Regions from separate parts of the Mus musculus genome. Here region 1 is linked to region 2. Evidence: chromatin contacts called from public HiChIP or PLAC-seq data. All regions are on one chromosome and are shown on one strand. Each heading gives the region's core, a stretch centred on a gene start, on an enhancer-like site or on the middle of the called end of the contact. The rest is flanking DNA. Distances are from core to core; before and after follow the strand shown.

The links. HiChIP or PLAC-seq counts read pairs in DNA pulled down with a chosen protein or histone mark.
Region 1: a contact with region 2 is called in an H3K27ac HiChIP or PLAC-seq map of regulatory T cells, with 5 times the contacts expected there. The contact joins two enhancer-like sites. A contact is called at or near these places in 8 of 39 promoter capture datasets (the 3T3-L1 cell line, 3T3-L1-derived adipocytes, the HPC-7 cell line and 5 more), 12 of 115 datasets of contacts at active chromatin or transcription factors (acute myeloid leukemia, bone marrow-derived macrophages, craniofacial prominence and 7 more) and 2 of 9 other capture datasets (adipose tissue and liver).

The regions. Positions count from the first base shown.
Region 1 is chr1:37,633,075-37,636,730 of GRCm38.p6, forward strand. All of the region lies in intron 3 of Cracdl (capping protein inhibiting regulator of actin like), which reads right to left. Among named protein-coding and RNA genes, the nearest start is that of 4930470B04Rik, 19 kb to the right of the region's middle. Within about 2 kb of position 1,802, at least 11 of the 459 cell types and tissues checked have an H3K27ac peak or open chromatin away from gene starts, as enhancers often do. A contact at or near this core is called in bone marrow-derived macrophages and regulatory T cells, where this site is marked.
Region 2 is chr1:37,315,583-37,319,221 of GRCm38.p6, forward strand. The region is part of intron 1 of Inpp4a (inositol polyphosphate-4-phosphatase, type I); the gene reads left to right. 4930439A04Rik (a long non-coding RNA gene) reads right to left here. Exons shown (of 4, transcript XR_003947777.1): 3 at 370-483. Among named protein-coding and RNA genes, the nearest start is that of 4930439A04Rik, 17 kb to the right of the region's middle. Within about 2 kb of position 1,754, at least 63 of the 459 cell types and tissues checked have an H3K27ac peak or open chromatin away from gene starts, as enhancers often do. A contact at or near this core is called in bone marrow-derived macrophages and regulatory T cells, where this site is marked.

The DNA of each region.
Region 1 (3,656 bases), core at 552-3,051, 320 kb after region 2:
ACACGGGACAGAAGAATGTGGCACATCAGTTGGGCAGAGCAGTGGGAACATGCAGACATGCTGAGCAAGTACTATGCCTGCTAATGGTTTTTAAAATAAAAACTGATACAGTGGCAGATACACGAATGTGGTTTAAGTGGGAAGGAAAGAACTGGATAGGGAGACAGTGTGAAAGGTAACAACAGTTACAATTTTGTCTTTGGAAATATACAGTGTGTTACCCAACAAGACACAAAGTCCATCCAAGAGGGAAATCTCTAAGACTAGGGGGGGAAAGCCTAATTTTACAGCAGACACAATGGCATATCATGGCACAGTACTGGGGAGTGAGAGGCAGGAGGATCGCTGTGGAAATGGGGAAAGAGAAGTCACTGTTACAGGAAGAAAGCAGAAAGCAATTTCATCACAAGCCAAGCTTTTCCGTGTAACAGGAAACAGGATACAGGGAAATAAAGCAAGAAGTTTCATCTCCCCTGGAATGAAACTGCTCAGAATTCTCTCAGAAATAAACCTATTTCCTAGTCCTACCCAGTAGTGGTCTAGAAGACACTATAGCTGAGTAGCCATCCTGGCCACCACACCCATGCCGTGATCTCCAAGGCAAGTTCTCTCTGACAGGAAGGAAACACAGCTTGTGAAAAAGATCCAAGCCAGGAAGCATACAGCACTGAACTGGGACGTCTCCCTGTGCAGGAAAGCAAGGAACCTTTCAGCAATGGCTGGGCTCACGACCAAAGAGAGGGAAGCTAATCAGAAGGAAGTCTTCACATCGCAAGATGAGACAATGAATAAAGACTGTTATGGACTAAGGCACACCAAATATATTCGAAATCAGAGTGTTTGGGGTCGATGTGTATGGAGCTGGGTTGGTAGAGTGCCCAGCTAATATGCACAAAGCCCAATGTTCCTTCTGGAGTACCGCATGGGATTGGGTGTGGTGGCTTACACTTATAATCCCAACACTCTGAAGATGGAGGGATGGTTGAAGTGCAGGGTTGTCCTTGACTATACAGTGAATTTGAGGCCAGTCTAGGTTACATAGAATTCTGTGTAAATAAAGCAAAATTTAAAAAATTTAAAAAATACAATGTTCACAATGATCTTTTAGAGGGAAAAAAAAACTTTTTTTTTTTTTTTTGGTCACAGTTAGGTGTGGCAGTGTCAGGGACTACTCTGGGAGCAGACACCACTCGAACACCAACCAAGCATTAGTTTGTTTTCCCTGAACAGCTTGTACTTCAGGCTCTCATGAAGTTGACAAAGGAAAGCTATTTTAAAAAAAATTTTAGATTTATTTAATTTACACACATGTGAGGGTTTGCCTACATAGATGGATAGCACATGCATGCCTGGTGCCTGAGGAGATCAGAGGACATCGGATCTCTTGGAACTGAAGTTACAGATGGCTATGAGCCACCATGAAGGTGTTAGGAACTGAACCCAGATCTTCTTCAAGAGTAACAAGTGCTCTTAACTGCTGAGCCATCTCTCCTGCTCCTGATAAAGGAAAGTTCTTCATAGAAGAAACCCAGCAATGTGTAAAATGAACAGAGGAATTAGAAACCCACAGTTTTTGCACTGAGGAAATGGACCATCTACATGTTAAGGGCATCAGATACAAACCGGGGAGTAATGACAGCGACCACTCAGGATTAAGATTGATAGAATAGGGCTGGGGAGATAGGTGGTCTGCTCTTCCAGGGGTCCTGAGTTCAATCCCTAGCAAACACATGGTGCTCACGACCATCTGTAATGGGATCTGGTGCCCCCTTCTGGCCTGCAGGTGTACATGCAGGCAGAACACAGTACAGAATAAATAAATCTGCCTTTTGATACAGGGGCAGGCCACACATCTCTCCAAGCTCAACGTCTAGGCCTTTAGAGCAGCAGTTCTCAACCTTCCTAACCCTGAGATGTTTTAATACATTGTGGTATTCCCCAATTGTAAAATTATTTTTTGTTGCTACTTCACAACTGTAATTTTGCTACTGTTATGAATTACAATGTGAATATCTGATATGCAGGATATCTGCTATGTGACGCCCAAAGGGGTAGAGCCCCACAGGTTGAGAACCGATCATCTAGATCACTATGAGCCAATATAGAATCAGGAGAACAAAGGCTGTAGCTCCAGTGTACTGAGGGCAGATGCAGAGAGCAGGGTGTTCTGTAGGCAAAGGGACCCAGGGGGCTGTCACTGACGAAGCCAGCACCAGGACACCCCAGCACAGGCCATCTGCCTGTGACCTTGCAGAAGTTGCTGCAGAGTCTGATGACAGATTCTCACAGAAACTAAAGAAACTGTCTGTTCGTCAGTGTTGACCTGGAAAAAGTCATCGTTCCCTCTAGAACCTCATTGTACCGGGTCTCTAATCACCTTTAAATTTTAAATTTTTTCTTTCTCTTTTTTGTTTGTTTTTTTTTGTTGTTTTGTTTTGTTTTGTTTTTTGAGACAGGTTTTCTCTGTGTAGCCCCGGCTGTCCTGGAACTCACTTTGTAGACCAGGCTGGCCTTGAACTCAGAAATTCGCCTGCCTCTGCCTCCCGAGTGCTGGGATTAAAGGCATGCGCCACCAAGCCCGGCTAAATTTTTTCTTTTTTCTTTTATCCTGAATCAATCATTCAATCTCTCTCTCTCTCTCTCTCTCTCTCTCTCTCTCTCTCTCTCTCTCTCTCTCTCTCACACACACACACACACACACACACACACACACACACACACACACACGGTGGTGGTGGGGTGCACGAGAGCACAGGTGCCTGTAATTACAGTCCGGCGCTGGAGTTAGACAGCTGTGAGCCACCTGGTGTAGGTGCTGAGAACTGAACTCAGGCACTCTGTAGAAGGGTGTGCAATCCTAACTGCTGAGCTGTCTGTCTCTCCACCGGCACCCCCACCATCTTTCTTTCATTAACTAACGTCAATCATGTTCTTACTGTGTGCTAGTCACAGACAGATATCAAGGGCCCTGTCCCACTTTCCTTGGGTTCCTATGAAAAGGAACACGTATGGGTTGCATCCCCAGAGCCTGGTCCTCTAGCTACGTTCCTGTTTGTGGCTAGAGAGATTACTTCCTGGCTTGTTTTTTAAACACAAGGAGATGGGGGTAGGATTAGAGTTTCCCTGGGCTAGCCAGAACTGCCCCTTCCCCAACAACTTTGCAGTCATACAAGGCATCTACCACCCCCACCACCCCCTTCTACTTCAAGCTAGCTTGGGGGGGGGGGGGAGGCGGGGGGGGGGTGGGGGGCAGGACCACTGGTTCTCCAGCTTCAGTCTTACAGCTCCACCAAGTGGCCAGTGTAACTTCTCTGCCTCTAGAGCGATATCCTCCTGGCTAGCATTTTACCCTGACATGAGAGTTGATGTTTAAAAGATATTTCAAGCTTCCTCCTCTTCTCTTCAGTCCAAAATACAACCTTGTGAGACACACAGCTGTATTGTGATGAATTACAAGTTACAAAATAAAAGTATTGTTCCCCCAGAGCTGCCTGAGTGTCCATCCCCAGTGGATCTGAATTAGTTAGGTCCAGACAAAAAGCCATAGCCTTGTTATCCACAGGCCTTGCTCTAGAGAATGAGCCCTTACTTAATCATCGTTCAAGTCCAGAGATGTGTGTTCCTGGTACTGTGTCCCAGGTCTTAGGGCATTCTTG
Region 2 (3,639 bases), core at 504-3,003:
CGAAGAACAAACAACAACAATAGAGATGACATCACCTCAGGTGTTCACAAGGGCTGTAGAGAAGTGGGGGACTCTGTCCCACAGGGCTTAAGGCTTACTAACTGGTATACAAAGTTTGAGGCTTTACTAATCACACATTAGCTCTGTGGCTCATGCTTTTGATCCCAGCACTCTGGAGGCAGATCTCTGTAAACTTGTGTATATATCCTGGTCTACATAGCAAATTAGGCCAGCCAGGGCTACATAGTAATACTGTCAAAAGAAAGAAAGCAAACTATTTCATATTCATTCTTGTGGTTTGAGGAGATCCTTGCTCAAATTGTATCTGTGCTCTCCCAAGATTGGGTTCTTTGTCCCTCCCAGGGTTACCTCTGAAACTGAAGGCACACTGGTCCTGAGTGGCTGTGTCTCGTGATGCAGTGTGGCAGCTGAAGCACACTACAAGGCATCCAGGGCTGTACAAAGTTGAAGGTGAATCTGTATCTGTGAAGTGATAGAAGGGAACCCTGCTCTAAGCAAGTACAGACCTCCCCCCTCCAAGCCGCACGTGAAACATTGCTGACCATGAGGAAGAAGAGAACCCCTGGTATATGGGTTCTAGGATAGTGTTAACACTTAGGGCTTGCTCTGAAGAGGGATGGGTAGGCACATTGCTGGGCTTGCTGGCCAGCCTGTCCAACCTTTACTGAGCTCCTGCTTCAAACACAAAGTGCATGGCCTCTGAGGACTGATAACCAAGATTGACATGTGGCCTCCGTACTACAGGCAGGTGCATCTTCATGCATGTGTGCACCCATACACACACCCCTTCCATTTATTTGTCTGTACACTCATGTGTGCTCACACACACATACATGTACACACGCATATGCACATAGGCACGTTATAATATATAGCACTACATATGGCCAAGTCTGTCCCTCGCCTCATCCCATCTGCAGCCACAAGATCCCTTCCCTGCAGACACAAGTGCCATGTGATCTGTGAAACTCTGTATGAGACATGCTTATGTATACACTGACCACTTTTTCACACCATAGTATCACACTTCATACTTGTGTGCACTCTCCTCTCCTCATTACTGTATATCATTGAAGCATAAGGAGGTTTGCAGTCTTCTCTTTGGGTGTGCTAGGCTCTTTCCAGCCTGTACTTGCCATCAATATGTTAGCAGTTAGAGGCTGGCTTGAACCCTCTGTCTCTCCTCTAGGGCCAGAGCTCTGTAGGACTGAGTATCACTCTGGCTGCAAGGAGAGTATGGGCTTGGATTAGCACCTCTGTGTTTATTTAATCTGTGAAATGATCTGTGACTTTTTGTGTATTACAGAGGACAGCTAATAGTTGTTACTTATCAATACTAGTTACACATTTTCAAAACAGTGTCTTTTAGTTGCTACAAAGACCTTTAAAAATAACCCTGTGTCCTGAATGAACTTTGTTAGTGATGTCTTTGGCTCTGGCTTTAGGAACAGTGGCTCTGAGGGGCTTTGTTCTGCCTGTCCCCAGTGGAGCCATGTCAAGTATGTAAAGAAGGACCTCTTTTGACAGCCAGGAGCAGAATGGCCCGGCTTCCTGCAGCAGTGTTGTCTGGCTGGGCTGGTATTGACTGTGCACTCCTGGTGGCTCTGTGGGCTTCAGCAAGTATAAACTGTGTCTGAGGGCAAGGGTATCATAAGTCCACAGCAGAGCAGCATGAGGCTGCTTCAGTTCCTGCTTCAGTTCCTTCAGTTCCTGCCCTCTGAGAGCACGGCAGTTCATGACAAATGGATATGGAAAGTAGTCAGAGCAGTGTCACGGGAGCAGAGGTTTCTGTGAGGACCTTCAGGATTGAGCTGGAGGCAGTCTTGGACACACACCTACCTGCCTGTTACTCATTTGTTTAGCTGGTAGTTCTTGGGGCACATGGGAAACCACTCTTGCAATCCTTGACATACACCAGAGAACAGAACAGATAACCATCTGCAGAGAGCTTGTAGGCACCTATGAGAGTACTTCTGAGCCCCCTGTATGAGGCTTAGGGGAGACTGGAGCCATGTGGGCAAGTAGAAGCTTGACACACTTTAGAAATTAGCCCTTTGGGGTCTGCCCTGTGTAGTGCTGGTTGTGGGGACATGAAGAATATTAAGGCGTCCCTTGCTCCCAGCCACGCCTTACTCTGTGTACCCACTGTCAGCTTCCTGCCCTTGGAGTATCAGCTTTGAGTGCAAGGTCTGCACCGAGGAAACCCAGCCTTGACCCGCCAGACAAAGGGTGCAGAGATGCCAGGTGAGATGGTGGCTTTCAAGAAGGGAACAACTTTTTCTCTTGAGGTTTGAGGCTCCACCCTGGGCTTGATGTGGTAGGGCTTTTGTGGCTCTGTGAGAGACATGACCCTCAAACATTAGTCACATTGCAGCCTGAGGAAGAAGGTTGAAGCTGGGTGGCAGGATCCCTGGGACAGTCTTAATGCCTCGATCAGAGCAGGCAGCAGAAAGGCTGTCAGGATCACAAGACCTCCTCATCCTTGAAAACCCAGAGGAAGCTGAGGCTGCAGTCTGCAGGGTGGGGCGACTTGAAAACAGTGTAGGAAGTGGAATTCTTGCATGCAGTGGGTTTCAACATGTGGACTCACTCCTCAAGAGGGAAGGGGAGAGTTGGAGTGCCCAGAGCAAAGGCTAAAGAAGTCAGCAGAGGGCTGCGGAGGAGAGGGAGCTCTTCACATGAAAAGTTACTGCGGGGCGATCTGAGGGTCAAGTGCTAGTCAGTGCTATCATCTGCTTGTCAGCCTGCCACTCGCTTCTCTTACCTGGAGGGTGGGTGCGGCTGAAGGAGATGCGGCATAGCATCCCGAGATGGAGGGTCTGCTCCATGAGATCATAGCACAGTTCATCTATGAACTGTTAGAATTAATCGTAGCAGGCATGAAGACACATGACTGTGGTAAAACCATGTCCTATGGAATGAGTTGAGTCCTTAGGCAGCCTTGGGACACTCCCTTTAAAGACAGGATCAGGCTAGACAAGCCACATGAAGGAGCTTTTGTTTGTAGAGCACAGAGCTTGCTACCCAGCACAAGGCTTTGTTGGAGAGAAACTTACTTAGTCTACAGAGTGTGGCAGGGCACTCTTTACTAGGTGGGATTTCTTGAGTTTCTACCATGTGCCAAGGAGTGTATGGATTGCTTCATAGCCACTTCCTGTTGGGTTCCCTGTATTCATTTCCTGGGGTGGTCTCCACCGCAAATGTGACTTAAAACACCAGTAATGTTCTTTCTCACTTTCCTGGATGGAGACCAGAAATTCAGAATCCACCTCAGTAGGCAGCTAAGATGTCAGCATAACCATGTTCCCTCTTTAAGCTCTAGGGGATGGTGTCTGAGTTCACGTACACATGCACGTGCGTGCGCGTGCACACACACACACACACACATACACATGCGCATGCACGTGCGTACTTGAGTGTACACACACACAGCTAGAGGGTCTGTACATTAGCAATGGGGTGGTTCACTTTTTCTGTAAAGAGCCAAATAATCTTTCAGGCTTTGTGGACCACCTGGGTTGTCACAGTTCTTCCACTGTGGTGTGTGAACAGTGAGCACTAAAACTTTATTTTACAACCAGGATTTGACCCTGAACCTGTAGTTTGTCTGACTCCTTT